Regions from separate parts of the Mus musculus genome. Here all the other regions are linked to region 3. The links are chromatin contacts, called in public HiChIP or PLAC-seq and promoter capture Hi-C maps. All regions are on one chromosome and are shown on one strand. The core of a region is the stretch at or near the end of the contact, and the rest is flanking DNA. Distances in the headings are between cores, read along the strand shown.

Region 1 (7,340 bases), core at 4,189-6,688, 560 kb after region 3:
AAATAAACAAATAAGATTAACACAGAAGTTGCCTACAATGGGAGGGAGGGGCAGAAGAGACAGAGGTGCCTGGATCATGGCAAGGCATACTGTGTTGTCTGTAGTCCAAGTGAGCAGGAAGTCTCTGGACTGAAGATCCATCTCCCACAGGTAGGCTAAGGAGTCTGCCCTGGCTTGTGCTCACTCGCTCTGGGACCCAACATGAAAGAACAGTTACCATTCCTACCATGTTCCACAGCTGTGTCAAACAGAAGAGAAATTCTAGCCCTGCACTGACTAAAAACATTTGCCAAGAGTTGACCCACCTCAGCTCTACCCGCATGTCTTTGGCCAATGCACGCCATGTAGATTCAGTTACATTCTAAAGAATGGGAGCATTGGGGAGATAACTCTGCAGATGAAGCCCTTGCCTTGAAAGTGTGAGGACCTGATTTGGTCATCAAAAACAAAGTGAGAGGCTGGGAAGATGGCTCAGTCTTTAAGAGTATGGAGTGTTCTTCCAGAGGCCCTGCATCCCATTCCCAACAACCACATGGTGGCTCACAGCCATCTGTAAGTCCAGTTCTAGGGGATCCAACACCCTTTTTTGGCCTCCTCAGACACTACACACATGTGGTGCAAAGACAGAAATGCAAGCAAAATACCTATATTATGAGTATATATGTGTGTGTATACATATATGCAAATATACGTATATATGTACCTACACACACATATATGAAATGTAGCTTTAGTCTTGACGTGATGGGAGACAGAGACAGGAGTATGTCTGTCTGGAAGTTCATGGGCCAGACCAGCTAGTCTGACCTATTTGGTAAGGCCCCAGTGTTATGAGCGACATTATCTCAAACAAAAAGTAGAAGACATCTCAGGTCTTGTGGTTTCCACACACACTCTGAGCACACATGCTCATGTGTACACACACACACACACACACACACACACACACACACACACTTGTGCACATAGAGAGAACACAGTCCCTTGTGATATGGAATATGTTGCTGGACTTGCCTGCACAGCCTAAAGACTAGAGGCCCAAATGGGAGCTGGTATCCCACGGGACACCAGCCTAGCCTGTGGCTAGAGTGGCCAGAGCAAGAGCTGAATTCTTCCTTCCTTTGCCCTTAGTCACCCTCTCTATTTATCTTCATTAAATACAAAGTATGCATCTAGCATGAAGTTAAGCTCCAGTCAGGGAACAACTCATGAGATCCATGGCCTCTGACCTTCAAGAAACTACTCAGGACCTTCAGATCCTGAGGTCTCCGCATGATGAAGTCAGGGCTGAGGGAGAAAGAGCCCTGATGATTGCTCTGACTTCAACTGTGACACTGAGGTTAAGTTCACTCTCCTAGATAGGTTTCACCTTCTCCACCTTATTCCGGGAAGGGGTGGAGCAAAGGGCGGGGCTTAAACTGTGGGCTTAACTACAACAGACAATGGAGAGGAAGGGACAGAGGATCCCATCCATGATGGCTGATAAGACACTCCAAGGGACAGGAAATCACAGACTTGAAGTTCCTCTCCACAGCCATAGCTACTGACCTCTGTGCCCCGCCTTTCTTCCCACAATCTTCACACATGCGCAGAGGGCTCAAGGCAACGGAGCCTTCAGTGCTTCCCACCACCCTCCCCTCCTGTGCATCGTCTTTAAAGCTGATGCTGATGCTGACATTCTCTGAAGAGAGAGAGCTGCTTGGCCTGCACTGGCTCGAGAGCTGCTGCTAGTACAGAAAGCTGTGGTCAGGGAAGTCATGTGTATACTCAGTAAAGACATCCTGAGAGCGGGTGTAGACTGAGTCCATAAATCATGGGCCGTGGGAAAACAACATTCATAATTCCCGAAACAGCTGCAAAAATGGTGACAGTCACGTCTTGCTCATCATACACCTGCCTTAGGGAATACTTCCTTATTGAAGTCTGTGTGGACCAGCTTTCCACCACTGTAAGAAAGCATCCAAGAAAAAGGACTTATACATATAAAAGGCTTATTTTGACCCCTGCTGCAGAACGTTGTTCCAGTCCACAACGAATTGGCCACACGGTGGCTTTAGGCCTGTGGGGAGACAACTCAGGATAGCAAGGACATGGAGCAGAACGAACTTTCTTCATGTGAGGAGGCAAACACATTGAAGACGGGATCAGGTGCCACAAGAGGGACCTCTCACTTGAGGGACCTCTCACTAAGCCCCTCTTAATGGTTTCATGACCTCTCAGTGGTAAGAACTTGAGGAGCATACCTTTTTAGCACATGCTGCATATGGAATCTAATCTGCTGCCGTGAACTTGGTTCGTTGTCTTCACAGAGCACTGCTTTCTCAGTCTACATCCCTGACTCCCACGTGCTGAGCATCTGCTGGGGGTGCTTACACAGAGGGACCCGTGTATCTCTCCTAGTGGTTAAAAGACATGTCAGTGAACTGTCAGGCCTTCCTCTGCCCTTATCTACTCCAGAGATGCCTGATTCCCTCTTGGTTCTTCTCCATGCCCTGCCTCCCTGGAGGACCAGTTGTTAGTGGGACTGTCAGGGCCATGAAACAAAGATTTGGAGAAAGAGATCAGGAAAGGACACTTGAGCTGGGATAGTCTCATGGTCTTATGAAGAGGTAGGCAGTCTCATCTGAGGATGGGACAGAACCAGGGAGTGTGAAGAAGGTGGTAGCCTGTGCCCACTCTAACCAATGCAATGAATTTAACGCAGTAGGTGGGCACCACTGAAACTGTCTACTGCCTTGATCATTGCTTTCTGCCTCAGCCACCACTTCCATCAGCTCCCATCTTCCTCTCCCCCTCCCCAGGACAGCTGCCTAACACCGGATCAGCACCCGCTAGCCCACATCTACAGCAGGGACTCAAGACTCCCTGAAGCAGACCTAGTTTCCAGTTAGACCAAGATGAGTCAGGTAGACCTTAGGTACACATAGAGCTCCCTTCTGCCCTCACCTGCTTCCAAATGGATGAGTCCTGTAATCTAGCCAGCAGATTCAACCCAAGCTTGGTTCTGTTCCTTTTGACCTTTTACAACTCCAGCTCGAAATGTTGAATCACGCCCATGAAATCTCCTAAACTTGACATCTCAGAAGAACGTATTTATAGGCGAGCATGTGGAGGATTCAAGCAAGAGAATGGTGTTGAGATTTGGCCTTTTGCTATGTATTGTAATACTACACATTGCCCCACCCCACCCCCCAGACCCGATTGCCTCACGTTATGCTGCAAAACCTTGCTCCCCAAGTTATCCTTGATTGGAGAGTAAAAATACCTACAGATTATAGCTGAGCAGAAGATAGACAGGGTTTTGGGTTCCTGAGTTTGAGGCCAGAGTCAGGGTACCACTAGGAATGGGAGGAAGAAGAAGGTGGAAAGAAAAGATGACATGATAAGAATCTTGAGAACATGGCCACAAGGGCTGGCCAGTTGAAGTTGAGAGCATCCCAGATGGAACATGACAAGTTATTGGCAGGGAAGCAGACATAATAGCATAGAGGATAGATATCTGCCAGCCTTAGTGCATTAAAGGTTTACTATAAACATAAAAGTTGAGTGTTATCTGGGAACTGGATGACCAAAGGCAGGGTAGAAGTTCCCGATTGAGATTAAATATCTACTACGACAGAATGGTGGCTGCCCAGAGGCCATAAATGTGAGTGCTCAAGAAGCATTGATAAAGCCGTCCCCCAAATAAATGAAGCACGTCCTAGCCTCTTTCCTTTAAGACTCTAACTTCAGAGTTATATTGAGAAGATGACTTGGTGGGTAAAGTACTTGCCTTTTAGCCATGAGGCTCTGAGTTCAATCCCCAAAACCCAAATTTAAAAGGCCAAGCTGGGGGACGTGGGGACGTGAAGGTATAGATGGCTCAGTGGTTAAGAACAACTGGCTGCTCTTCCAGAGGACCCAGGTTCAATTCCCAGTACATGGCCCTCACAACTAACTGTCTGTAACTCCAGCTTCAGGGGATTGGACACCCCCACACAGATACACGTGCAGACAAAACACCAATGAGCATTTTTCTAACACGTGAATTTGGAGGACTGAAGAGATGTCTCAGTGGTCAGCAGCACTGACAACTTTGGCAGAGAACCTGACTTCAATTCCCAGCCCCCACATAGAGACTCACTACTGTCTATAACTCTAGTCCCACGGGATCTGACACCCCTACACAGACACCGATGCAGGCAAAACACCAATGCTTATAAAACGAAAATAAATTATTTTTTTAAAAAGAAAACGGAGCATAGCGGCACATACTTGTGATCCCAGAACTAGGGAAGCCATGGCAGAGGGACCCCTAGATCTCACAGGTCAGCCAGTCTAGCCTACTCGGTGAGCTCCAGACTATGTCCCCACTCTCCCCAAAAGGTGTTTGTGACCTAAAGAATAACCCCGGGGGTCGTTCTCTGGCCTTACATACATGCATGTGTGTACACATGTAAGTACACCTAAGCACACATGTGCACCAGCACACATACAAACGTACATAACAGAATACACTCTCATAACTATGCATTTAAATGTTCATAAAGCAAAATTACACTTACAAGCATGTGTATAAATCACATATCTCTACCTTGCTTTATATGTAAAACCTTGTCTACATATAAATACAGGATATATATATCTCCACACATACATTTTACTTTATATTCTGGCTGTGTTTTGTTTTATATGAATGAATGTCAGAAAAACATCAAAGATGGCTGAACCAAGTCTTCACATGTTTTGGGCACTCCACTGGCACTTCAGTGATGTTCAACTAAGTTCTGAAAATCCAGCATATGCTACTTACAGGCATTCTATGCTCATTTCATAAATGTATTTTTCCTTCGCTTTCATACCGGCAAAATCACTAATTGTGTTGTAATAGAGTGAATATTTTGTATAATGTGTGTTTAGCTGAAAGTCGTGTCCAATTAGCCAGCTTTTCTTGAGCGATTACATTTTTAAAATTCACTCCAATTTGGACAAATGGCTCCGTAGAGACAGCTGGATTCGCGGCTGTCAATAGAAGTATAAAAGTCTCAGGTTCATAAAAGGACTGTAAGTTTTGCATAAACACTACAGCAATGCAACAGAGCTGTGTAAACTAATTATTTCTCAGAAAATATTAAATGTGTGGAATTCATTAAAAAAGAAAAACAAATTCTCAGACAAGCTTTTCAATAGCTCTTAAAGAAAGGCACATTCACATGCTGGCATTAAAAACTGTCATGCTTCATACACGTTACACTTACACATCTACACACACATATAAACACACACATAAAAGACCAGGAAAACTATTATTTGTTATTGCAATCTGACCTCCAACCTATAGGGGCAGTACTTCTTATGTGCGCACGAGAGGGCGGGGAGTGGGTTGAGTAGTACTCCTGGTGCTGAGTAGGAGTCAGAGGTCATCTGAGAGGTACAGGAGCTGAGCCTTGAAGGGCAGGACAGGTGTGCCAGAGGGACACAGAGGGTCCTTGTGGTGGGCAAGGCTGCTCCCCTGTGCCCCGGAGCAGATTGGGGAGGGGCCTGAACCATTTGTTTGGGAACACCTGTTTCAATATTGTTATGCAAATATGTGATGGTCAGCTCATTAGTCAGGGAGATCTGTTTTCCACACCCCCCACGTTCTGTCCCGCCCCCTCCCTGTCCGTCCGTCCCCCCAATCTCACCTAGCACAGTCATTTCAATTCACAGGTCTAAGCACACCCTCTCCCACTGAGGCCAGACAAGGCAGCCCAGCTAGGGGAAGGGGATCCAATGGCAGGAAACTGAGTCAGACACAGCCCAGACTCCAGTTGTTAGAGGACCCACATAGAGACCAAGCTGTACATCTGTTACTAATGGGTAGGGGTCCTAGACCCAGCCCAAACACAGAACCCAGAGTTTTAAAAGTCCAGTGCAGGAGAGAGGAGAGAGGAGAGAGGAGAGAGAGAGAGAGAGAGAGGGAGAGAGAGAGAGAGAGACAGAGAGAGAGAGAGAGAGACAGAGACAGACAGAGAGACAGAGAGAGACAGAGACAGAGAGAGACAGAGACAGAGAGACAGAGAGAGAGAGAGAGACAGAAAGACAGAGAGAGACAGAGAGACAGAGAGACAGAGAGACAGAGAGAGAGAGAGAGAGAGAGAGAGTGTTACCTGAACTCAGGAGACACAGAAATGGATGTATTTCTGAAATTCTCCAAACAGCTAAGCTTGGCCTACTTAGAAAGTTTCAAGTCAGTAAGGGGGCAAGGGAGTGGTTGTGGCTTCAAAAAGGAGATATTGAGTTCAGGTGTGTGACACAGATCCATCCCGGGACCATGTGCCTGGGGACATTTTCCTAGGTTGCTAATTCTAAAGGTGTGAGCGTGGCCACTTGGTAGTTATAAAGGACATGGCTGAGCTGCTCTTACAGTCTGAGTACTGGATACTCTCATCACGTGTAGGTCTGGTGTTTGCATAGATCCACAGCTGCCCTGAACCAGGGGAGAGCCAGGTTGGCACCAAATAGGTCAGCAATGGCCAAGCAAAGAACTCTGGAGAGTCACCGGTGGCCCTGACACCTCATCCTATCACTCCACTGGAAGGTTGCAGTCTGGAGGAATTGTGAACAAACCTGCCATTATTGCGACCGTTGTACTTACAGACATACATTTTCAGTGCAGTCAGCAGTGTTGATGGTTTGAGGCCTGTTTGAATTTTTAACATTTTGATAGGATAGAGATGGCTATTTGCCAAGTTCATGCCCCAGACCCCTGCAATCAAGTAACAGATTGTAGGAAACCGAGGTCTCGCAAGGTTTGAAGTCCTGGATGTTTAGCTCTATTTGGCCAGGTGGGCATGCTTGAGAGAGAGAGATGGTTGTTTGGGGCAATAAGAGTTTGTCTGGCTGAATATGAAGTTGTTTAACTGTCTTCTGTGTGGCTGAGCCCTCTTACAGTTCCATTGGCAGTGAGCATGATCCTGGTTCTTCTGGAACTAGATACTGTCTGTTCGGGATGTGGGTATCTTGGTAGGTACATGGCAGCATAATGTTCTAACCTGCAGCTCTTTTGTGTGTGTGATAGGGATATCTTGTCATTTCCTTACTTGTGTCTGTACAGTTCCAGGACACAGACATTACTCAGTGATGGGAAAGGAGGCTCCATTGTGTGGCACAGTATCCAGGAGCCTTCTAGGTGTGCATTATCAACATTTAGCCTTTTTCCAACTGGATCATTCACCGGACACTATTTAAGAGTTCTTTGTAAATTGCTGGGTTCAGGACCTGTTATAAAAAGATGTCCCTCTGGTGTGTGGCTTGGGTTTTCATTCTTTTAACTGCCCCCATGCCACCACCCCCACTTCTTATTTTGTTAGTTAAGATAA
Region 2 (6,969 bases), core at 34-2,533, 600 kb before region 3:
TAGTTGGCCGATCCGATCCTCCCACCTCCAGCCCTAGAATTATAGGTATGAACCACCAAGCATGACTTCAGTTTATTTTCTATTATTTATTTTTCGGTTTTTTTGTTTGTTTGTTTTTAGATAGATTTTTCTATGTAGCTCTGGCTGTCCTGGAAGTCACTAGGAAGAGCAAGCTAGTGTTCTGAGTGCAGGGATTAAAGGCGTGTGCTACCACACCCGGCCCCAGTTTTATCTTAAAAAACAACAAAAAAACAACAACAATTACAACAGGACTAAGAGCTAGTTATGGTGGTTCTCGTCTGTAATCATATCAGAAGGCAAAGACAGAAGGATTGCTGTGCGTTCGAAGCTAGAAAGTCTGGTTTACTTAGTAAATTTCTGTCTAGCCAGGGTACGTCGTCAAGACCGTCTCAAAAGGAAAACAAGCAAGAAAACAAACCCCCCAAAGATTAGAACTACTTCATGGGGTGGTTAGGAAAACTACAAGGAGTACGAGGGCAAGCCGGACGTGGAGTTCTGAAGTTTGTATACCAAACTTGTGTATTTGACAATGTTCGACTTGGGGGAGGGGAGGTCCGTAACTGGCAGACTCAGGGGGTCACACAAGCCCTAACCGTTAAGAATCTGAGAGGCGAGTGAAGGCCGGCAAGGGCTGAGGAGGAGCTCAGGGCGAGTAGGAGTTCAACTTTCCGCAGAGTAGGGTGGGTAGGGTGTCGTATCGCCCATCCCGGGATACGACAAATAACTACCCGGGGAGACCGGCGCGAGGAGGCCGGGAGCCCGAAGAGCAAGCAGCACGCCGTTCTGCCCACAGGCTGTGCGGGCGAGCCGCGGCCGCGCAACAAGGCGGCGGAGAGGGACCGGCGGCGGCCCGGCCCCGACCCCCTGAGAATGCCCACTCTGGCATCCTGCCCTTCCCGGTGGCTGCCCAGGGTCCCGGGGGCCGCGGGCCTCCCGTGGGCTCCCGTGGGGGCGCCACGTCACGGAGGGTGTGCCCCCAGGCTGAGCGGCGGGCGGGGGAGGAGCCACGGCCACTCCAGCCACGCCGCGTTCGGCCCCGGCCCTCCCCACACGGCGCACCGCGGCCCGCCGCTCCGCGCCGCGCCGCCCCTCACCTGCCTTCTCGGCTGCCCTGGCTCTGACGCTCCGCACGAGCCACCGGACCAGGCGCCCACAAGGCCACGGGTCCCGCACGATGAATAGACCGCCTGTCTCTTTAAATACGGGTACTCCAGCCGGAGGCAGGGCGCAGGCGCAGTAACCGACTTGCGCCCTCGGACCCCGCCCCCTCCGGTCGCCACGTGGGTCGCTGTTCTATTCCTACCCGGAAATCTTGAACTGAGTGTTGGGTTGGAGTGGCGGCTTGGGGCGCAGCGTCCCTGAACTTCCTAGAGTTTCTCAGATTGTTAGATATTGAAGGTAGTGTTGAAAAATCATTGCAGTGATCCTAGGGATGGGAAGCTCGAGTCGTTCCACCTGTGTCTTCCGCACCGCAGGAGTTTTGCTGAATTAAAAGGCACTACTTTAATTAAAAAGGTAATTAGAAAATGTGAAGAACAGGGACTGTGGCCCCGTTTATGTCATTTAGCGAACTAGTGCTTCTAAACCTCAAATAGGCTCTGTGAGTTCAAGATGGCTAATTTTTCAAAAAATAAAAGTATTCAGGCCTTGTTCAGTCTGGGAAGGGCAAACAGTTGGGCTTTGTTAGGTAAATAAAGTGCAGATCGTGGAACTAAGTTCTATTTCTGAGGAAGAGTTTAGCTTTTTTTCCATAGGGAAAGAACGCTGTGAGGGGTCACTATAGTTGAAGCTGGTCAGGGGAGAGACTAAGACAAGCCGACTCACTAAAAGGCTGTTGTCCATATCAAAGTGGCCTTGAGATGGAGAGGAAGGTGTATGCTTGAATCTGTGTGAGGTGCTCAGTTATTTGTTCATAGAAATGAAGGGCTGATAGACGAGGTCTTTAACAGAACTGGAGAATGAGCCGAGGGAGGCTCTCTGGAGTTCAAGGTTGAGTGTCTGCTGTACTGAGGCCAGCTAGATCCTGGTGTTTGAAATGAGGTGAAGGCTCTTTGTTTTCTCTTAACTTGCAGCAGGATAAACCTGGGTTTGGAGTTCGGAAGGCCTTAGGCTCAAGGGCTCCAGTTGAGGAAGCGTGAACATTTTGACTGGAGTTGATCTTAACCCAATGGACTTTCCCTGTGCTGACCAACCCTTTCATCACAAGCAATATATTCGGTTGCTGAGCCCTGGAAATGTAAGCAGTCTGAAGTGAGAGATGCTGTAAATGAACACTGTACACTGACAAGTACCCAACACTTCCCCAAAGAGAGTAAAATACCTCATTAATAGTAATAGTGCATATATTCCAGTTATTTGCTGGCCAATTTTTTATGTGTTCGGTTAAAGAATATTTACTGTCACTCACCTGTTTGGTTTTACTGTCTTTGAACTAGGGCATCAGAAACGATGGGGCTGCGTGCTTAACTCCCATTGTTATGGCTCCAGCTCAGCACTCCACAGACAGAAAGCCTGTGGTGAGGAGCAGTGGGTATCTGCAAAGGCTTTCTCTTCTTAGACCGGGTTTCTCTGTGTAGCCCTGGCTGTCCCGGAACTCAAACTTTGTAGACCAGGCTGGCCTCAAACTCAGAAATCCACCTACCTGTGCCTCCCATGTGCTGGGATGAAAGGCATCTGACGCTGCCATGTTGCCTGCATCTACTTCTAAATGAATGAAATTCGAGAGCTAATGAAATGAATGGTTAATAAAAGAGTGTTGAACCCCTTAAAAGGAAGTTCATTATGTCTTTGTTAATGACGGAAGTGTACAAAAAGACTCAGGCCCTAAGTATTTGCTTTGCTTGATGAGAACTACATGGTATTCATAATCATCTCTGACTTAGGTGCCCCTGCTGTGAAACAGCGCTAGGTACCAAAGCTGCCAATTGCATATCTTTCCTTTCCTTTCCTTTCCTTTCCTTTCCTTTCCTTTTCTTTCTTTTTCTTTTTTTGACGGTAAGAGCACTGAACTTTCATTTAGCGTGAATCTAGATGCAGTGATATTTCTTTTCTTTTTTTCTTTTTATTTTAGGGAAGGACAATCTCACTGTGTAGCTGTAGGCTTATCTCCAATGCAGCAGCCCCCCCCCCCCCCAGTCTATAACAGTGGGAATTGAGCTGTATACCCCCATGCCAAGCTTGTATTTCTTAATAAAAGTGAGAACTGATCCATCAAGGAGAGGTCAAGTTTGGTGAAGAAAATAGGGCTTTGGAACAGCACAGTCAGACTGAATTTTGTTCTAGCCTGAGCTGTGTAAACCTTCATCTAGTTTCATGTCTGGGCTTCAGTTTCCCTAGTAAAATGGGGAAGTTTTGCACTTTATATTTAGCTCTGTGATCCACTGAATTGCTTTTTGTAAAGAATGTAAGGTCGGTTATCCATGTCCTACCTGCCCCTTTCTCTCTTTGCACGTGGATTCTGGGTTATTCAAGACCAATTCTTTTGTTTTGTTTTTGTTTTGTTTTTTTGAGACAGGGTTTCTCTGTGTAGCCTTGGCTGTCCTGGAACTCACTTTGTAGACCAGGCTGGCCTCGAACTCAGAAATCTGCCTGCCTCTGCCTCCCAAGTGCTGGGATTAAAGGCGTGCACCACCACACCCTACTTCAAGACCAATTTTTAAAGGATTGCTTGTGTCCCTTTTTTTGTATTTGCTCCTGTTAAAAATTAACCTTTTTAAGCATGGAGGTTCATGTCTTCCACTGAGAAGTAGAAGCAAGCAGATCTCTGAGTTAGAGGACAGTCTGGTTTTTATGTCCAGTTCCAGGCCAAGGAGGGCTTCATTGAAAGATCTTGTTTCAATATTTAATTTCAAGTTGATATATATAATAATGGGTTTATCATGGTGTAGATTACCCTGTTCTCCTCTGTTGCCAGCGACACTGCTCTTTGTGTGCCTACTCCATCTCCAGCTGGATTGCTCCTGCCTGTTAGTGTCTGTCTCTGCCTTCCTGGTGCAGGCTCTGCCTTCCTGGTGTGGGTGTTCCATCACCATTAATGCCCAGTACCATTGAGCTCTCTTCCTCCCCTCCTAATCCTGTTTCTAGGTTCTTGACCTACAAACACATCTACGAGAGTACATACAGAATTTTAAATCTAGGTTTCACATACAGGACAAAATACATACAGTGTCTGTCTTTTGGTTTTTGCTTCTTTTAGAGATATTTGACTGTGTGAAGATCTACTTCTGGGCTCCATATTTCTGTCAGTGATATACTTGTTCTTTTATTAATACCACCGTGTTGGTTAATATGGCTTTAGAGTGAGCCTTGGCATCAGCTAGTGTAGCTATGTTATTTTCCATTAGTGGTTATGTTGGCTCTAGCGGGTCTCTTGCTTTTTTATGTAAACACTGGAGTCATCTAAATCTGATAGCCACAAAATGACCTGCTGGGATTTTTGCTTGAGAGTGCACTAATTTGAGATGAAGTTGGGAAGAACTGACATTTTCATAGGTTTTCTTCCTTTATTATTTTGTGAGTAGATGTATGTGTATATTTATGTGTGTGTGTATGCTCCCCCGTGAATATATACATAGAGGCCAGAGTCCTCGTAAGTGATTTTTCTACCTTTTTGTTGGTGGGTTTTTTAGTTATTGTTTTGAGACAGTTTCTCTGTGTAGCCCTGGCTGGCCTCAAACTCAGAGAACTCCTCTCTGAAGTACCGCCTCCCAAGTACTGGGGTTGAAGACATGCACCATCATGCCCAGTGATTTTCTACTTTTTTTTTTTTTTTTTTTCGAGACAGGGTTTCTCTGTGTAGCCCTGGCTGTCCTGGAACTCACTCTGTAGACCAGGCTGGCCTCGAACTCAGAAATCCACCTGCCTCTGCCTCCCAAGTGCTGGGACTAAAGGCGTGCGCCACCACGCCTGGCTAATTTTCTACTTTAAAAAAAAAATAAAAGGATTTAAAATTTTCTTTGACAATTTCATACATGTAAGCCATGCATCTTGATCATATACACCCCCATCTCTCCCTTCCATCCTCCTAGGAACCCCCAACACATCCCTGCCTGCCTTTATGGCCTCGCTGATTTTGTTAATAACACATTAGTGCTGCCTATCGGAGTGCTGACTGATCTCGTTGACCTAACCTTGCTCGGTTCACCGTAGCACCAGTGACTTCCTGGGCAGTGGTCAGGCCGTGGCAAAGAACAGCATTTCACAGCACTCCTCATCCTCCTCCGGCTGTTCCCTTCCATTGCCTCTGTGGGAGGCGTGCGGGTGATTGATACAAACACCCTATTTAGGGCTGAACACTCAATAGACACTTATTCTCAGCACTCTGACCACCACAGAGAGAACTACTCTGCCCAAATTTAAGGACAGCACTATCTATGGGGATAAGCATTAATATTTAGAAGGTAGCTGGACAACATGTTATTTAGCAACAGTTGGTAGGTTCTTCTGGACAAACTGACCTTCTGAGCCTTGTACTTTGGCCAGTTTAATGCTACTGAATTCCTTCCTGTAAGCCCATCTCAAATCCAATCCAAAAGTAGTTGGTTGCCCCCATAACCTTCATGCCACGATTGTGCCAGTGGGCACGCATTGCCTGGAAGGTCAGTACTGTAATCATCTGGTTGGCTGCAGGGATACCATTGATGTCTTTTCTGACTCGGCATCCTACACAGCACCCTTCAGTACATGAAAGGCAGTCATCAAGGAGAAAGTAATCTTGGAGGCCATTTCCAGCTTGGATCCTCTGTCTTACAACCCAAGACCGTTTTATCGTTAGCATTAGGGCCTACCATCTAGTTCTGCTGGGAGACCAAGAACAGTAATAGCCTGTGTTGTTTCAGGAACTTCTGGAACCTTCCCAACCAATAATAACTCAGGAAGGTGCCCCTCACTAGGTTCTGAGATCTTAATAGATTAACATGTCTCCTAGAATAATATTCACCATGTAGGCTATCTGGGTTAAATTTTTTTTGTTTGTTTGTTTTTGAGACAAGATCTTAGCATATAGTCCCAGAACTTGCTATATAGACTAGGCTGGCCTTGAACTCTCAGAGATCTTCCTGCCTTCACCTCAAAAGTCCTGGAAGTAAAGATATGTACCACCAAACCCAGCATCTATTTTTTTTTAATTATGTTTTTAAATTGGCTTACAGAGTTGATGGGTCTTCAGGGATTTTTCATGTATCCTTAATTTTTTTGGTTAATCTGTTCCTCTCCTCTCCTCTGCCACCACTTTGTATGGTGTAGGTAGAGGGCAGAAATATTGGGAGTGAAAGGTTTACCCTAATTTTTATGACAGTTTCCCAGCTCATTGCTTCTTTTAGACTGGCTGGTCAATGAGCCTTGAGTGTCTTCATATCTCTGCCCCTCTGTCACTTTATTTTAGAATTTTGAGACAGGGTCCCACTATGTATGGCCTAGAACTTGCGATCTTCCTGCCTTGGCCTCTAAGTGCTGTGATTACAGGAATATACCAGAGAAAAGGTTCAGCTGTCTGGTGTGTGTGTGTGTGTGTGTTCATACACAGGTGCATCCATGCATATGCAACGTAAGCATGTAAAGACCAGGGAGCAATCTCAGGGGCTACCCACAAGACTAGCTCTAGGGCTACATGCCTTCACACTTGGCTTGAGTGTGTGTGGTGTGTGTGGAAGGTGGGGAGGCCTCTGGGGACTTGACCTCAGGTCTTCACACTTACAAGGCAGGCGCCTGACTATTTCCCAAACCCTCTTCTTTAATTTGTTCTTGGATTTTTTTTCCATCTGTTTTCTAGTTCTATAATAGCTTTCATATTTTGTTAGATTTGTACCTTAAATTTTCATTTAAAAGGGCTGATGAAATAAAATAAGAAAAATACCTTCCAGAATTGTGTATGGCAAATAAAAGGACTGCTGTTGATTTGTACAGTGTTTGCGGTACATGTAAATGTGCAGTTCCTTTCGTTCCCACATT
Region 3 (6,932 bases), core at 3,660-6,159:
ACGAGCCTTGTCAACATAATCTTGTGTAACCCGACTTGGGCCTCTCCCTATTCATTTTTAGAGCCCGCCTCCACACTTGTGCTTGACCTCACTGCTCCCATTTTCCTTGAGAACTCTGCCAGGCATTGTTCTGAGCATATTCCTCCAACGCCATACCAAGCCTATAAGCAGCGGGTATTCACATATCCATTTAGAGATGAGCTCAGAGCTGAAGCATTCAAAGGAGCCTGGACTGGCAGCCTACAGGTTGGCCCAGAACCTGCTCAAAACCACTACCATGGTAGCTCCACACATTCTTCCCCTCTGGGTACACCCTGCTTGCATCCTTCCAGGCCTAGGTGAAATACCACACTGCTACCTAAGGAGCCCTTAGCCTCTAGACCATACACTAATGACAGCCTGTGTCCAGCTGTTGTTTTGTGGGTGCTCTTTCCCCTAAATCTGGCCCTGGAGGGCAGATCTGAGCTATGATCCCTTCTCTTGCCTCAGTACCCAGGCACGAACTGCTAAACAGCGGGTCTCTGGAAGATGCCTACAGAGAGAATAGAGGAGCATCCCACTAAACCATAGCTGTCCCAGGGACCCCACACTTAATATGTTGTCCACACAGAAATTGCAAGATTTCCAGCAGTGGAACTCTGTATAAACAGATGTAGTTTCAGAACCCAGTTACTTATTCTGGGTTCCAAATAAGTAACTGGTCACCTGTGTGCTCACTATCACCTCCTGACTGCCCACTAAGGTTTGAGGCCTCAGTGGGTACAAACTTCTTTCTTCTTATTTCCAGTAGTAGCTGCATCCCACATACAGATGGCAAAGAGAGGTCTGACTGGGAGAGAAAGAGTTCTGCTCTCTAGAGCTCCTGGAGAGGGTGGGACATGGAACCCTAGGGAACCAAAACCTGCAGTTGCTGGTTCTCTCCAGGAGCTCGGGGTGGCACAGCCTGTGCAGAGTTGGTCATGTGAAGCCAGGGGAAGGTTCTGAGCAGGAGAAGCAGAAGGCCTGACATCTGAAGAGAAGGACTTCAGTGAGCAGGGCCGTCACTTCACACTTTGTAAGTGCGGCCAAGACATTTGTACTTTCACCCTGAGCACAGCGGGCTGGCCTTTCAGGCTCAGAAGCACTTGAAAGAACCAGTGATGGTCACTATTGTGACAACCTCTGCCTGCTTCTATTGTAGTGAGAGACACTTCCGTGTCCTTTGTGCTGTAACTAAGCAGTAGACAGGAAAGTCTCCTGTAAAAGAACAAAGCAGCTAAAAAACCACAGGAACAGGAAGTAAAGAAGCCAGGGCTCAGGGCTCAGGATTCTGTGGTGTGTGGGTGCTGGGCATCTTTACTGTGAATAGACATAGGCTTACCTCAGGCAACTGTGTCTGGGGCAGATATCAAGGACCCAGAAGGACACTGTGACCACATCGTTAAAGACACATCATTAAGGACACCTGGGTGTCTGTAGACCAGGCTAGTAGCAAAAGAGACTGGGTAGTAGAGCCCTGTTTGGGAGACAGTGACACATCTTGGTGTCACCCGTGGACCTCTCAGAGCAGTCCCAGATCTGGAGCAAAGGGGACCCAGTTTTAGGGGTGGATCCAGTGACTTCTGCAGCCCTCCCCACCAGGACACCGTCTCTTCTGGAGCCCGTCCTATATTTAAACCACTCCCCAAGATCTACCTCTGCATAATCTGGGAGTCCCCCTGAGATTCACTTGGTTCCCCCTAGTACTTCTCCTGGAGATTCTTTCCTTTCCTCTCAAGCCAGCTCCTATCACAGGGAGCCCTCCCAACAACCCACAATTAGGCTAAGGCTTAGGAAGTTTATTTTGACAGTACTAAAGAGAGTTGTGCTTGGTCCAAGAGGAAACACAGCTCAGAAAGCCTGTATTACCTGTCCAGGATGAAGCGGTAGAACTAGGATCTGATGTGTCTATGTCTGGCTCTAGTCACTGTTCCTCTTCCTCTCCCTGAAGGAATACATAGAGAATTTCACTCTGGAGATGGATCAAGTCATCTCTGCAGCTCTGCCATGCTCAACACATGCCAAGGGGCTGGCCGTGGCCTGCTATGGAAGGACCACCTGACCTGTAACTCAGTAGCAGGTGGTAGACAGGGCTGGGCTGAATGCCTCTGGACAGCATCTTAGGATGACTCCACCCTGGCTGCCAGCCACCTGATCCCCGTCCTCATTCAGTGGTCCCTAGAAAATGAAAGATGAGTGACAAGGGCTCCTAACTACACGCCACAGAAAGAAGGCTTGCTTGTGTGAATGATAACAGTGCGTATCCCGAGGTCACCTCTTGTTTGCCAATCCACGATCATTTCTGCTTGCTCATTTCCACAGAGGCTTTATTGACCTATCACATGGTCCTAGTCCCTGGGCCTCGACAGCCATGTTGGGGTACCCATGTGTAATATGAAGTTGCTGGATGATAAATCCTACTTTTGGTCACTTCTTTCCAGGTGCTGAGAGAGCCCAGGAAGGTAAGGCATAACAAAGTACTAATGAGTTCCTCTTTTCTGTTTGGGAAATACTGTGGTCACAGTGAGGGGGAAGATGGGGAGCTAGTTGTTGAGGGACAGCTCCCAGAACAGGGGAAGAACCAGAAATTTCCAGGGCAGCTATGTGGCCCCTTCTTCACTGCCCGAGTCTAAAGGGTCTATACTTGCATTTGGCCAGTTTTTATATACTCACATCTCCCCTTTCCCAAGACCCCGGGGGTAAAGGACCAGAACACATCAGCCTCCAAAGACAAGGACATAGAGAGGCAGCAATGGGGTAGTAATTTTAATGACTTTGTGGGTGGCAGGAAGCAGTAGGGGTCTGACTGGCATGGGTCCAGCTGTGTAAAGATCATGAGCTGATCTTATTCTTAGATACCCAGGGCTCGAGTCTCTGCCTCCTATGCCACCCCCATTCTCAATATAGCATCAAGCCCAAGACTTCCCTCCTCGTGAAAGTCACCCTCCCACCCTCCATACTGTGGAGATTTTATCTCTTGGTGCTTTGACAATTGCCTGGAGTTTTCTCCTCACAAGTACAGGCACTTGAGTTTTGATTCTGACTCTGAAATGGAGCCAAGATATTCCCAGTTTCGACAAAGCTCCCTCAGGAGTGCCAAGAGTCATCACTGCCAAAGGTCTTGAAAAGCTCATTCAGCTCAGACATGCCACGGTAGCACGGAGCGAGCCTCAGTGGAGAGATGCGGGAAGACAAGGACTTCCGATTGCCATCCAGGCACAGGGGCTTAAAGGAGGCTGAGATTTGCCCGCAGGGGTTGGCAAATGACTTTTATTGGAGGAAGGGTGTTTGAAATGAGCAGATTGGGCACAGAGGGAGTTGGCTGGGAAGGTGGTCAGGTCGATGTTACAGTAAGGATGAGATGGTGGATATAGGAGAGCAAAATGGATGACTGAAGCTTGACTATTTGGGAAGAGTTCTAACTATCTAGTAGTTACACTCAGTTGGCAACAAACACTGAAGGTTTTTCAGTTGCACAGGCTAAGGTCAACATAGGTTAGCATAGCCAACCCACTGTGTATAGGCCCCATGATGCCAATGCCAGAAAGCTTAGCTGCTTTTTCTTGAGGGCCTCCTATGAGCTGCTTATCCCAAGTACTGCCCACTGCATATACTGTTTTTATCTGGCTGCACAACCCCATCTGCATCTACATCCCATGCTCTAGCTTTCTCCATGATGCTGAGTGAAGGGTGTTCCTCTGTACTTGGCTTTTCCAGACTCCTTCCCCTGCCTGACGTGCTGTCTTCACAGCAGCCTGCAGGACATGGTACTTATAGAACACTGTCTGGAAAGGGTCCTCTGAAGTCCCTGGGTGTCCCCAACATTCTCCTGTGCCCCCCACATGACAGATCTGTCTTGAATGAGCCGTTGTTGTGTTGGATGGCTCTCCATGGCTTGTCTATAGGTTGAAGCAAGATGGCTCAGGTCAGGCTTTGCCCCCATTGGCAATTGTCCCAAGGGTAACCAAGCAAGGGTCTGGATCAGAGTAAGCTGTGAAAGGGCTGGGGAACAAAGAAATAAAACTAATAGCAAATGTGTTGGCCAAACGTTAGACAGACAGGATCAACCTGTGGTATGTGTGTGTATGTGTGTGTGTGTGTGTGTGTACATGTATGTAGGTGTGCATACATGTGTCTATGTGCATGTGAACGACTTTGCTTTTTGAGATAAGTTCTCTCCCTGGCCTGGAGGTCTCCAACTAGGCTCAGCGGGCAAACCAGGCAGCTCCAGGGATCAGCCGGTCAGCCTCTCCAGCTCTGGGGTTACAAGATCATTCCACTACCCCTGCTCTGTATGCGGGTTCTGGGAATCAAACTCTGGTCCTCACACTTGTGTAGCAGGTACTTTGCTGACTGAGCCATCTCCCCAGCTCTGCATTTCATTCTTACCACCCGGATTTGAGATGTGTTACTAGTTCCATTTTGTAGGGATGTGCAGCTTAGAGAAGTTTGTGCAATGGCTGATTGGCAGAGCCAGAACCCAGACACAAGCTCCATTTGATGCAGATTGTACCTTCTCTGCTCTGTCCTTCTCCAAGGCCTGTAGCTGCTTTGAATGGAATGATGTGGGTTAGACAAGCTGTGTACGGGCCACTTCCTCTCTCTCTCTCACCTTTTTTGACTTTCCACTCAGCCAGGACAGCTCCCACGTATTTTGTCAAGAACGTAAAGATTGGTATCTGCTTCTGCACTTGGGGAAGTTCCCAAGGCCACTAGGCACCCAAACATACCTCGAATACGCCCCCCTCCTCCCAGGAGAGGTGAGAAAAGGAGTTTTCCATGTGGCCATTGGGTATGAGTTCCTTTTCCCTGGGACTCCCACCTCTTCTCCATGGTCTGGGAAAGCACCCCGGGCCTTCTGATAAAAGCTCAGTACAGGGTGAGGCAGGAGAGAGTTCTTGGCTCCACCAGACATTCGGCGGTTGCTCTAGAGAGGCTTGAGACAGAAACTTATCACCATGAAACCCACTGCCATGGCACTGATGTGCCTGCTGCTGGCTGCCGTGTGGATACAGGATGTTGACAGCAAGAGCAGTGAGTAATGGGGTCCTAGTGCTTGGGCCCAGGGAGGGGAGATGTATAGGCAGGCACTCTGGGCTGGGAACAGAGCTTACCTAGACATCATTGGCTTCATTTCTGTCCCTATCTGGAGATGAATGGCGGGCAGTAATGGGATAGGGACGCTGGGCGTGGAGGAAGGTTATGGACTGGGAGCACACATCTACTTCGTGGTGGGGAGCTCAGACCTGAAACCCATTCCTCTGATTCTTTTGCTAATCCTAGAACTAGGTGGCTGCAGAGACAGACCTGGGCCAGCATCCTCTTGATGGGGTTCCAAGACTGGCCCTGTTCTGGGAGGAGCTTCTCCTTCTCCTTCTCCTTCTCCTTCTCCTTCTCCTTCTCCTTCTCCTTCTCCTTCTCCTTCTCCTTCTCCTTCTCCTTCTCCTTCTCCTCCTTTCTCCCTTCTCCTTTCTCTTCCTCCTCATCCTCCTTTCTCCCTTCTCCCTTCTCCCTTCTCCTTTCTCCTTTCTCCTTTCTCCTTTCTCCTCCTCCTCCTCCTCCTCCTCCTCTTCATCCTCCTCCTTCTAGATGAAGTGGCTTTAGTGTGTGGAAGATAATTTTGATCCTCACCCTACAGACAACTGGAAGGGCCTATGGGGTTGTTTAAAACAAATTAGGATCCCTGAAGTCCAGAGGAGGGACTAAGACTGATTTCCAGTGTGACAGATGACAGGCAGGGGCTGAAGGAAGGACCACAGGAGTGAACAGCCAGATAACTATTATATCTCTTAAAGATGTTTTCTGTATGGATAAACTGGAATCCATGTTCTAGATTGTTCGGAAAATACCAACCTGAGGTCAGGGGACCTGCAAGTTTCTGTGAACAGCGAGACAGGAAGGATCCAGGGTTAGAACACAGGGATGTTGAAGGTGGGATGTGGGAGGAGAGCGTACAAATCAGCAGACTGGGGGTTACTGGTCCCTGAAAGAGGGGAGGGCCAAGGATGGGAATGTGGAAGATTGTGTGGGCGAGTGGACCAGCCACTTTTTGGGAATACCCCCTTTTCCTTCTGAGCCCTTGTGGAGTTCCTCACCCAGCCCCATGTCTGTGAACCAAGAACTACAATGTCCTGCATGCGATGGGATAACAGGTCCTCTAGGATGTGAGGCCAGAGCCCCGAGCTTAAGTACTAGCACAGTACACAGAGCCACGCACTTGTGCTGGGAGACTGGGACTGAAGGGGTTTGTATATGTGGTAGGAAGAGTCTCACCGTATGTGCAGGAGTGTGTGCTGAGCCATGGCTCAGGCAGGCTTGTGGTTTCTGTCCCCACCACCTGCTGGTTTGTAGGGTGCTCACATCTGACGCCCCTCCCCAGTCTTATGATTGTTGTCTCCATCCTAGAAATGTGTTGCTGCTGAGACAGAGCTGCACTGCAGCCCTCGGGATGTGGTCTCCATGCTTGAGTCTGTCCTAGGAAGGACTTGGCTGGTTTTGCTTTTTAATTCTGTTGTGGGTGAGAGGCTATGGTTGCTAATGAATGGTCTTTTTTTGTGCTTTTCTTCTAGTGCTTACGGTCTCCAATAGCTGCTGCTTGAACACCTTGAAGAAAGAGCTTCCCCTGAAGTTTATCCAGTGTTACAGAAAGATGGGCTCCTCCTGTCCTGATCCCCCAGCTGTGGTGTGAGTGAGCCACTAGCCAGGGGAGAGATAATATTGACGGAATTGAGAATAGTACACACTAGATGGCGCTGTTCCACAAGAAAAGGGAGTCTAAACCCAACCAGGCAATCTAAGGTGTAGAGTGACACTAGGGGGCGTGGGGCTTCCCAGGAAGGGGGGGGGGGTCCTGATTTATTTGCTTGAACCCCAAAGTGCCTATGATTAGATCCCAAGCTATATAGCCAGGAAGA
Region 4 (6,889 bases), core at 1,154-3,653, 570 kb before region 3:
TATGGTTTTGTAGCCTAGACTAGCCTTTAACTTAGGATCCTCCTGCCTGAGCCTCCTAAATGCTGAGATTACAGGTTTATGTCACCTTGCCCAGCTTTAGGTGTGACCAACTTTTTTTTTTTTTTTTGTTTTTGTTTTTTGAGACAGGGTTTCTCTGTGTAGCCCTGGCTATCCTGGAACTTACTCTGTAGACCAGATGGCCTCGAACTCAGAAATTCGCCTGCCTCTGCCTCCCGAGAGCTGGGATTAAAGGCATGCGCCACCATGCCCGGTTCGTGACTAACTTTTAGTATAATATATTTTCTCAAACTCTGAACTTTTTGTACCAATATAAAGTGACCATCTTTTCTCTGATAATGACTTTTTTTTCTAGTGCTGAGGATCGAACCAAATGCCGTGCGCGTGCTGGGTATGTGCTTAACTACTGAGCTGTAACCCGTACTTTCCCTCTTACTTTTGATTATGCGATAGGGTCTTACTGATTTACCAGGGCTGGCCTTGAATCACTCTGTAGCCAACATAAGTCTCAGCCCCTCCGATATCAGGGGTTACAGACCTGTACAGATCTGTTTAGAAATGTCTTAAAAGTATAATTTATTCCATTTAGATACAATTGCTATTCCAGTTTTCTCTTTTTAAGTTTTTTTCTTTTGGGGGGGTGTAGGGGGCATTTGAAACAGGGTTTCTCTGTGTAGCCCTGGCTGTTGTGGAACTCACTCTGTAGACCAGGCTGGCCTTGAACTCAGGGATCCGCTGGTGTCTGTTTAGGATTAGAAGTGTTGCCCCACCATTGCATACACTAGCAAGATTTTGCTGAAAGGTCCCAGATATAGCTGTCTCTTGTGAGACTAGGCCGGGGCCTGCAAACACAAAAGTGGATGCTCACAGTCAGCTATTGGATGGATCACAGGGCTCCCAATGGAGGAGCTAGAGAAAGTACCCAAGGAGCTAAAGGGATCTGCAACCCTATAGGTGGAACAACATTATCAACTAACCAGTACCCCGGAGCTCTTGACTCTAGCTGCATATGTATCAAAAGATGGCCTAGTCGGCCATCACTGGAAAGAGAGGCCCATTGGACTTGCAAACTTTATATGCCCCAGTACAGGGGAACGCCAGGGCCAAAAAAATGGGAATGGGTGGGTAGGGAAGTGAGGGGGGGAGGGTATGGGGGACTTTTGGGAGAGCATTGGAAATGTAATTGAGGAAAATATGTAATTAAAAAAAAAAGAAGTGTGTGCCCATACAGCCCAGCTATGAATATGTTTTCATTTAAGATTTTTAAAAATGAGCCGGGCAGTGGTGGCGCACGCTTTTAATCTCAGTACTTGGGAGGCAGAGGCAGGCAGATTTCTTAAAATGGCATTTTATGTGTATAAGTGTTTTGTCTGGATGCATGTACGTGCAATCTGTGCATAGCTGGGACCTGTAGCGGTCAGGAGGGCATCAGATCCTCTGGAACTGGAGTTAGCAAATGGTTGCGATCCACCATGTGATGCTGGGAACCGAACCAGGAGCTTCTGTGAGAGCAGTAAGTGCTCTTAACCCCTGAGCCATCTCCCCAGCTCCCACCAGCTTCCTCTCTATTGGTACGTGCCTGTCATGTGTGTGTTGTTTCAACCTTCTTGTCCTTATATTTTAGAAGATTGCTTTTTGTAAGTGACATTTTTATTTTGTTTTATGTTTTGGAGGCAAGTAAAAATTCTTAATCAGATAGTCTTTATATTTTAATTGAAATAGCTAGTCTATTACATTTTACGTTGTTAAGAGTATATTTGATTCACAGGTCCTATCTTTTTTACTTTCTATTCATTTCCCATTGTCCTATGTTTTTTCTAACCAACGTTTCATTTTATTGTTTTCATCATTATATTTTTCTTCTCTACTAATTTGCAAATTTCACACTTCTACTATTTTTTGATTAGTAGAAATTACATAATTTATAGTAACTTGTAGGAGTCTACCTTAATATCTTTGCTCTGGATAATATCCCCCCATTTACTCCTTCTTAAAACATGATCTTGTTACTGTTCTTTAAAATCCCACTTGATACTACTGCTATTTCCTACTGAGTTTGTGAAGCTCTATCTTCATAATTTCAACTTGGTTTGATGTTTATGGCTTTTACCGTCTCAGCCCCACTCGGGACTGCAGCTCTCTCCCACTTACAGCTGGAGACACTGCCCAGGCTCCCAGGGGATGTTAAGTAGTGCTCAACCTTCTTTCTTCCTGGCCCTTGTCAGCAGGCCTGGAGCTAACACATTCAGCTGCTGCTTTTTCACTTCCTTTCCCTCTGCCGATGACTCTGCAAGTTCATGCGCTTCCTTAGTTAACGTGTCTCCGTGTGACAGTGTGTTACTGAGACCAGCGGTGAAACCAAGGGACCTCCTTCAGACAAGGGCCACTGATATTCTTTCCTCTGCTTACTGTTCAGCCTATAGATTTTTTTCCATGCCTAGTTTGCTGGAGGCGTTCTGTCAAATGTTGGTTTGCTTTCATTTTCACTTTTTGGTGCTTTTATTGTGGTTAAAAACTAGGCTTACAGTTGTAGATGGTTCCCGACTTACCGTCCACTAGCTTTACAGTGGTGTGAAGGTGATATGCATTCAGGAGAGCCTGTGCTTTGAAGTTTACATTTTAATTTCCCCCCAGCAATATATATTGTATGATACTGTCTTGTGATGCTGAGCAGTTGCTCACAGCTGACCCTGCAATCACGAAACTACACAGCCACTGCCCTACTATATGCGGCATTGCTAAAAAATGATGGTGGGAAGGTTAGGGAGAGTAAATGCATTTGACACGATAGTTTCAGCTCATGATGGTGAACTGGAATGTAACCACGTGATGGTTCATTTTGATGGTCAGTTTGGTGGTATTTAGGATGCCCCAGAACACAAGCTTCTGGGCGTACCTGCGAGAGTATATCAAGAGATTTGAATGAGGAGAGAGGATCCATTCTACATGTGAATGATGAGCTGAGATCCTGGAATGAGTTCAGAATAGAGGGCAGGATGAGAAATACATATCTGGGAATCGTTATTATGAGGCTGCAACCATGACTTTTAAAGATACCAGAAAGGGGGCTGGAGAGATGGCTCAGGGGTTAAGTGTGCTGGCTGGACTTCCACAAGATCTGGGTTCAATTCCCAGCACTCACTATCGGTATCTCCAGTTCTAGGTTATCTGTCGCCATCTTCTGGCCTCTGCTGTTATTGCATGTACATGGTGCACATCTATAAAAAGATACCAGAAAGCCAGGACAACCAGGGCTAAACAGAGAAACCCTATCTCGAATCTCGCCCCCCCACCCGCCCCCAAAAGATACCAGAAAGATGCCAGGAGAATTAGAATTGTTGATCTACCAAATTCAAATCACCCTCACCAGCCATGATCCAGCCATGATCCAGCCATGATGCAAAGTTTCTGGTGTGTGCTTCCTTGATCAGAGGTGCAAAAAGAAAAGAATGTGAAAGGAAAAGGGCCAGTTCACACACCTACCCCAACACTAGCAATCACTACTGGAAAAATACATTGCAGTGAAGGTTCTAAGACATGGGATCGTTTCCAGATGAGAATCTGTGAGCAACTCATTGACTCACCCAGTCCACGAGCCACTCATTGATTTACACAGTCCTTCTGAGATCGTTAAGTGATTACTTCCATCAGCATTGATCGGGGAGTGGAGGCTGAAGTTACTATTGTGGTTGCCTAAGTTGACAATTTTAATAAATTGACTTAATCAGTTAAGAAAAAAGAATCCTGAACATTGGAAACTTGTTTAGAAATTGAAAAGAGGTTAAAAATTCACCAATGGAGAGTGAGGATGGGTGATCAAGGGAGGTCAAAGAGGCATGGTGTCTCAGCACCCAAGCAGAAAGAGAAAAATGTTTAAAGTATTGTTGTGAACTGAAAAGTGAACAGCATACTGCTTCAGTAGAGAGGCAGAGACGAAAGTCCCACTGAAGGCAAGCACAGGAGAGAACGGTAAGGGAGGGGTGTATTGTGGTGCCCCTCCTAAGAAACTGTCCTGATCACCTTGATGGACCTGGGAAGACTCACTTTGTGGGCACCTTCTGGGAGCAGCACAGATGAAAGGATGTGTCAGGAGGAAGAGCAAACAGCCTTTGCTTGGCCTCCCTCTGGCCTTGAATCAATTGTTGTCCTGTTGCTTCAGCTTCTGATTCGTTGTCAATACCAGAAGCTGTTTCTACGCTTTCAGCCTGGACTGGGTGGGGCCAGTGACTTTCCAGACTTCTCCTGAGCTTCTCCTACCAGATCCGGACTGCTGAGGTGCCCAGCATTGTGGACTGAGCAGCTCCAGGGCGCTCCTCCCCTCAGTGAGAGACAGCCCCTGTGGGACCACTACCGAGGCACCCAGTATTAAGTAACTCCCCGATTCTCAGCTCTCAGGTGTGATTCTGCTCTTGTTCCTATTTTAAAGCTGCCTTCATAAATTCTTTAAATAATATATTCATCCCATTGGTTCTTTTCCTCTAGAGAACCCTTACTAATTCAAGGTGGAATTGCAAATGGAAACAGTTCAGAGTGGCTGTAAGGAAAAGCAGTGATATAGGACCAGCGTTCTGTGCTGCAGGGGGATTCGGGAATGGAGTGGGGAGAGGGATGCTCTGTTTTAAAGAGTGAGGGACTACTGAGGACTTGTGGAGGTGGTGGTGATGGAGGTGGTAGTTATGCGGCAGGTTCTTCCTTGCATTTTTTTTTTTTTTGAGACAGGGTTTTGGGCGTCTCTGTGTAGCCCTGCCTGTCCTGGAACTCACTTCTGTAGACGAGGCTGGCCTCAAAGTCAGATATCTGCCTGCCTCTGCCTCCCGAGTACTGGGATTAAAGGTTTGTGTCACCACAGCCCGGCTTAGTTTCTATTTTCTCAAAGCAGCATACTCATTTTCTGAGGCTGAGGAGAGTAAACATGACAGAAGCTTGAGAAGTAGAGAACACTGAACATTGAGCACACACCTTTTTTCCTAAGTAAGTAAGGTACCTTCATCTTCAGACTAAAGACTTGAAAGCTCCTTTATATCTTAGGTTGGACATTTTTAAAATGCCCTTCCTTCCTTCCTTCCTTCCTTCCTTCCTTCCTTCCTTCCTTCCTTCCTTCCTTCCTCCCTCCCTCCCTCCCTCCCTCCCTCCCTCCCTTCCTTCCTTCCTTCCTTCCTTCCTTCCTTCCGACAGTATTTTACTCTGAAGCTCAGGCTGGCCTGGAACTCACTGTATACCCTAGGCTTACTTCAAATTGTGCAATCCTCTTGCTTATGCCTCCCAAGAACTGAGATTATAGGAGTGAGCTACTATGACTGGCTAAAAACATTTTTTTTTTTTTTAGTACTTAGGAAATATTGGGTGTAGAGGAATTTCAATCCAGGAACAGGGCTACTCTGGCTGGATACAGATACTACCTTAGCACAGAGATTTAATCTCAAACAATAAAGGAACAGGTTGTGGAAGGAAGCACCCATGTTTGAAAGTGATGTCTAATTGAGAGGCAGACAAAGTGACAAATCAGAGAAAGATTTGACAGAATAAGATATGCCCAACTCTTATGAAGACAGAGGAAAGGGGCTACTTAAGAGAGAGCAACACAGAGAGAGAAGAGAGAGGGAAGTTTTATCTGGATAGTTGTATGGAGACAAGTTGCAGAGAGAACAAGCTAGACAGAGGTAAAGACAGAATGAGCCTAAGAATGAGAAGGAGCCAGAAGATTATATTGCCAAAGTTAGTATTAGGCCAAGCAGAACAATTCAGTCAGAAGCTGAAAGAAGCCAATTTGAATCAGTCAGCATGAAAAGTAGTTTTGAGCCCAAACAGCCAGAGTTCAGAAAGAGCTAGAAAGGGTGAGCTTATTCAGCAGTAGGTCTCAGAGGCGGAAAACATTCTAGGTCTAGATAAGATTGTATGGAGGCTGGAAGCTTCCAGGACAATTGCATCGGTCAAACAAAAGATAATTTTACAACTGGGCATAAACAGTTCTTAAGGTCAATAGTAGAAGACTGACCTAAAATGTACAGACCTTGGTTCAATCCCTAGCACCATACATACTCATAAGAGATTCTTGCAGGACAAGGAGAGGCCTTAGCAGGTAAAAGTGTTATCTGTGTACAAGCCTGGTGACCTGTGTTTGATCCCCGGACTCATGAAAAGGCTGAACGCATGGGCTAGCCTGGAGTGCGCTGTGCGCTCAGTGGAAGAAGCAACAGGAGAGACCGTACACCATAAAGGTGGAAAGTGAGAACTGACTCTCCAAAGCTGTCCTCTGACCTCCACATGTGCACTGTGGCACATACTTGCCCCCACATGCACATGCAGCAGATAAGTCTTTAAACAAAATCTTTCAAGAGAGTATTAAGTAGAAATGCTACCACTTAAATGTGTATAAGTGACTTTTATAAAGTTATGAAAACATTTACTGTAGAAAAATATATTTGGAAAACTGAAAAAAGCCCCATGGTCTGTATTTCTACCATCCAAATCTAAACATACTCTCAGAGTCTCTACCTACCTACCTACCTACCTTCCTTCCTCCCTCCCTCCCTCCCTCCCTCCCTCCGTCCCTCCCTGTGTACCTACCTACCAACTTATTTAGTCAGGTTTCTAAAAAGTTTGTTTTATGTATATGGATGTTTTGCCTGCAGGCATGCATGTGTATCATGTGTATCATCACATGCGTGTCTGGTGCCCTCAGAGGCCAGATGAGGGCATCAGATCCTTGGTTGTAAGTTACTACTTGGTTCTGGGAATCAAACTCAGGTCCTCTGCAGGAGTGGCAAGTGTTCTCCAGCCTTTGTATATTTATTTTTATTGTCCTAGGAATCAAAGAATACAGAATCTCAATCATGCCACGCATGAACTGAATCAACCAAGCTACATTCCA

What was found. Promoter capture Hi-C pulls out the DNA fragments that hold promoters and counts their contacts. HiChIP or PLAC-seq counts read pairs in DNA pulled down with a chosen protein or histone mark.
Region 1: an H3K27ac HiChIP or PLAC-seq map of embryonic stem cells shows a contact between it and region 3, with 5 times the contacts expected there. The contact joins the enhancer-like site here to the promoter of Ccl1 in region 3. A contact is called at or near these places in 2 of 39 promoter capture datasets (the SN4741 cell line and embryonic stem cells), 3 of 15 datasets of contacts at CTCF or cohesin (the NIH/3T3 cell line, large pre-B cells and stem cell-derived epiblast-like cells), 9 of 484 Hi-C or Micro-C datasets (the AML12 cell line, bone marrow-derived macrophages, cerebellar granule neurons and 3 more), 10 of 115 datasets of contacts at active chromatin or transcription factors (astrocytes, bone marrow-derived macrophages, differentiating embryonic stem cells and 5 more) and 3 of 9 other capture datasets (embryonic stem cells, embryonic tail and embryonic trunk).
Region 2: a promoter capture Hi-C map of the HPC-7 cell line shows a contact between it and region 3, with 4 times the contacts expected there. The contact joins the promoter of Lig3 here to the promoter of Ccl1 in region 3. A contact is called at or near these places in 6 of 39 promoter capture datasets (the 3T3-L1 cell line, 3T3-L1-derived adipocytes, the HPC-7 cell line and 3 more) and 1 of 115 datasets of contacts at active chromatin or transcription factors (large pre-B cells).
Region 4: an H3K27ac HiChIP or PLAC-seq map of T-cell acute lymphoblastic leukemia shows a contact between it and region 3, with 6 times the contacts expected there. The contact joins the enhancer-like site here to the promoter of Ccl1 in region 3. A contact is called at or near these places in 1 of 15 datasets of contacts at CTCF or cohesin (large pre-B cells) and 2 of 115 datasets of contacts at active chromatin or transcription factors (T-cell acute lymphoblastic leukemia and large pre-B cells).

The regions. Positions count from the first base shown.
Region 1 is chr11:81,614,804-81,622,143 of GRCm38.p6, reverse strand. It overlaps a transcript of Asic2 not described here. Among named protein-coding and RNA genes, the nearest start is that of Gm11418, 31 kb to the right of the region's middle. Within about 2 kb of position 5,438, at least 2 of the 459 cell types and tissues checked have an H3K27ac peak or open chromatin away from gene starts, as enhancers often do. A contact at or near this core is called in embryonic stem cells, where this site is marked.
Region 2 is chr11:82,775,423-82,782,391 of GRCm38.p6, reverse strand. It overlaps Lig3 (ligase III, DNA, ATP-dependent), which reads right to left and starts at 1,283. Exons shown (of 20, transcript NM_010716.3): 1 at 1,116-1,283. Gm11423 (predicted gene 11423) reads left to right here and starts at 1,350. Exons shown (of 3, transcript NR_126067.1): 1 at 1,350-1,536; 2 at 2,094-2,257; 3 at 2,457-2,791.
Region 3 is chr11:82,177,789-82,184,720 of GRCm38.p6, reverse strand. It overlaps Ccl1 (chemokine (C-C motif) ligand 1), which reads left to right and starts at 4,909. Exons shown (of 3, transcript NM_011329.3): 1 at 4,909-5,052; 2 at 6,588-6,702. The coding sequence starts at 4,977.
Region 4 is chr11:82,742,630-82,749,518 of GRCm38.p6, reverse strand. All of the region lies in intron 5 of Cct6b (chaperonin containing Tcp1, subunit 6b (zeta)), which reads left to right. It also overlaps the pseudogene Gm11420. Among named protein-coding and RNA genes, the nearest start is that of Cct6b, 18 kb to the left of the region's middle. Within about 2 kb of position 2,403, at least 133 of the 459 cell types and tissues checked have an H3K27ac peak or open chromatin away from gene starts, as enhancers often do. A contact at or near this core is called in T-cell acute lymphoblastic leukemia, where this site is marked.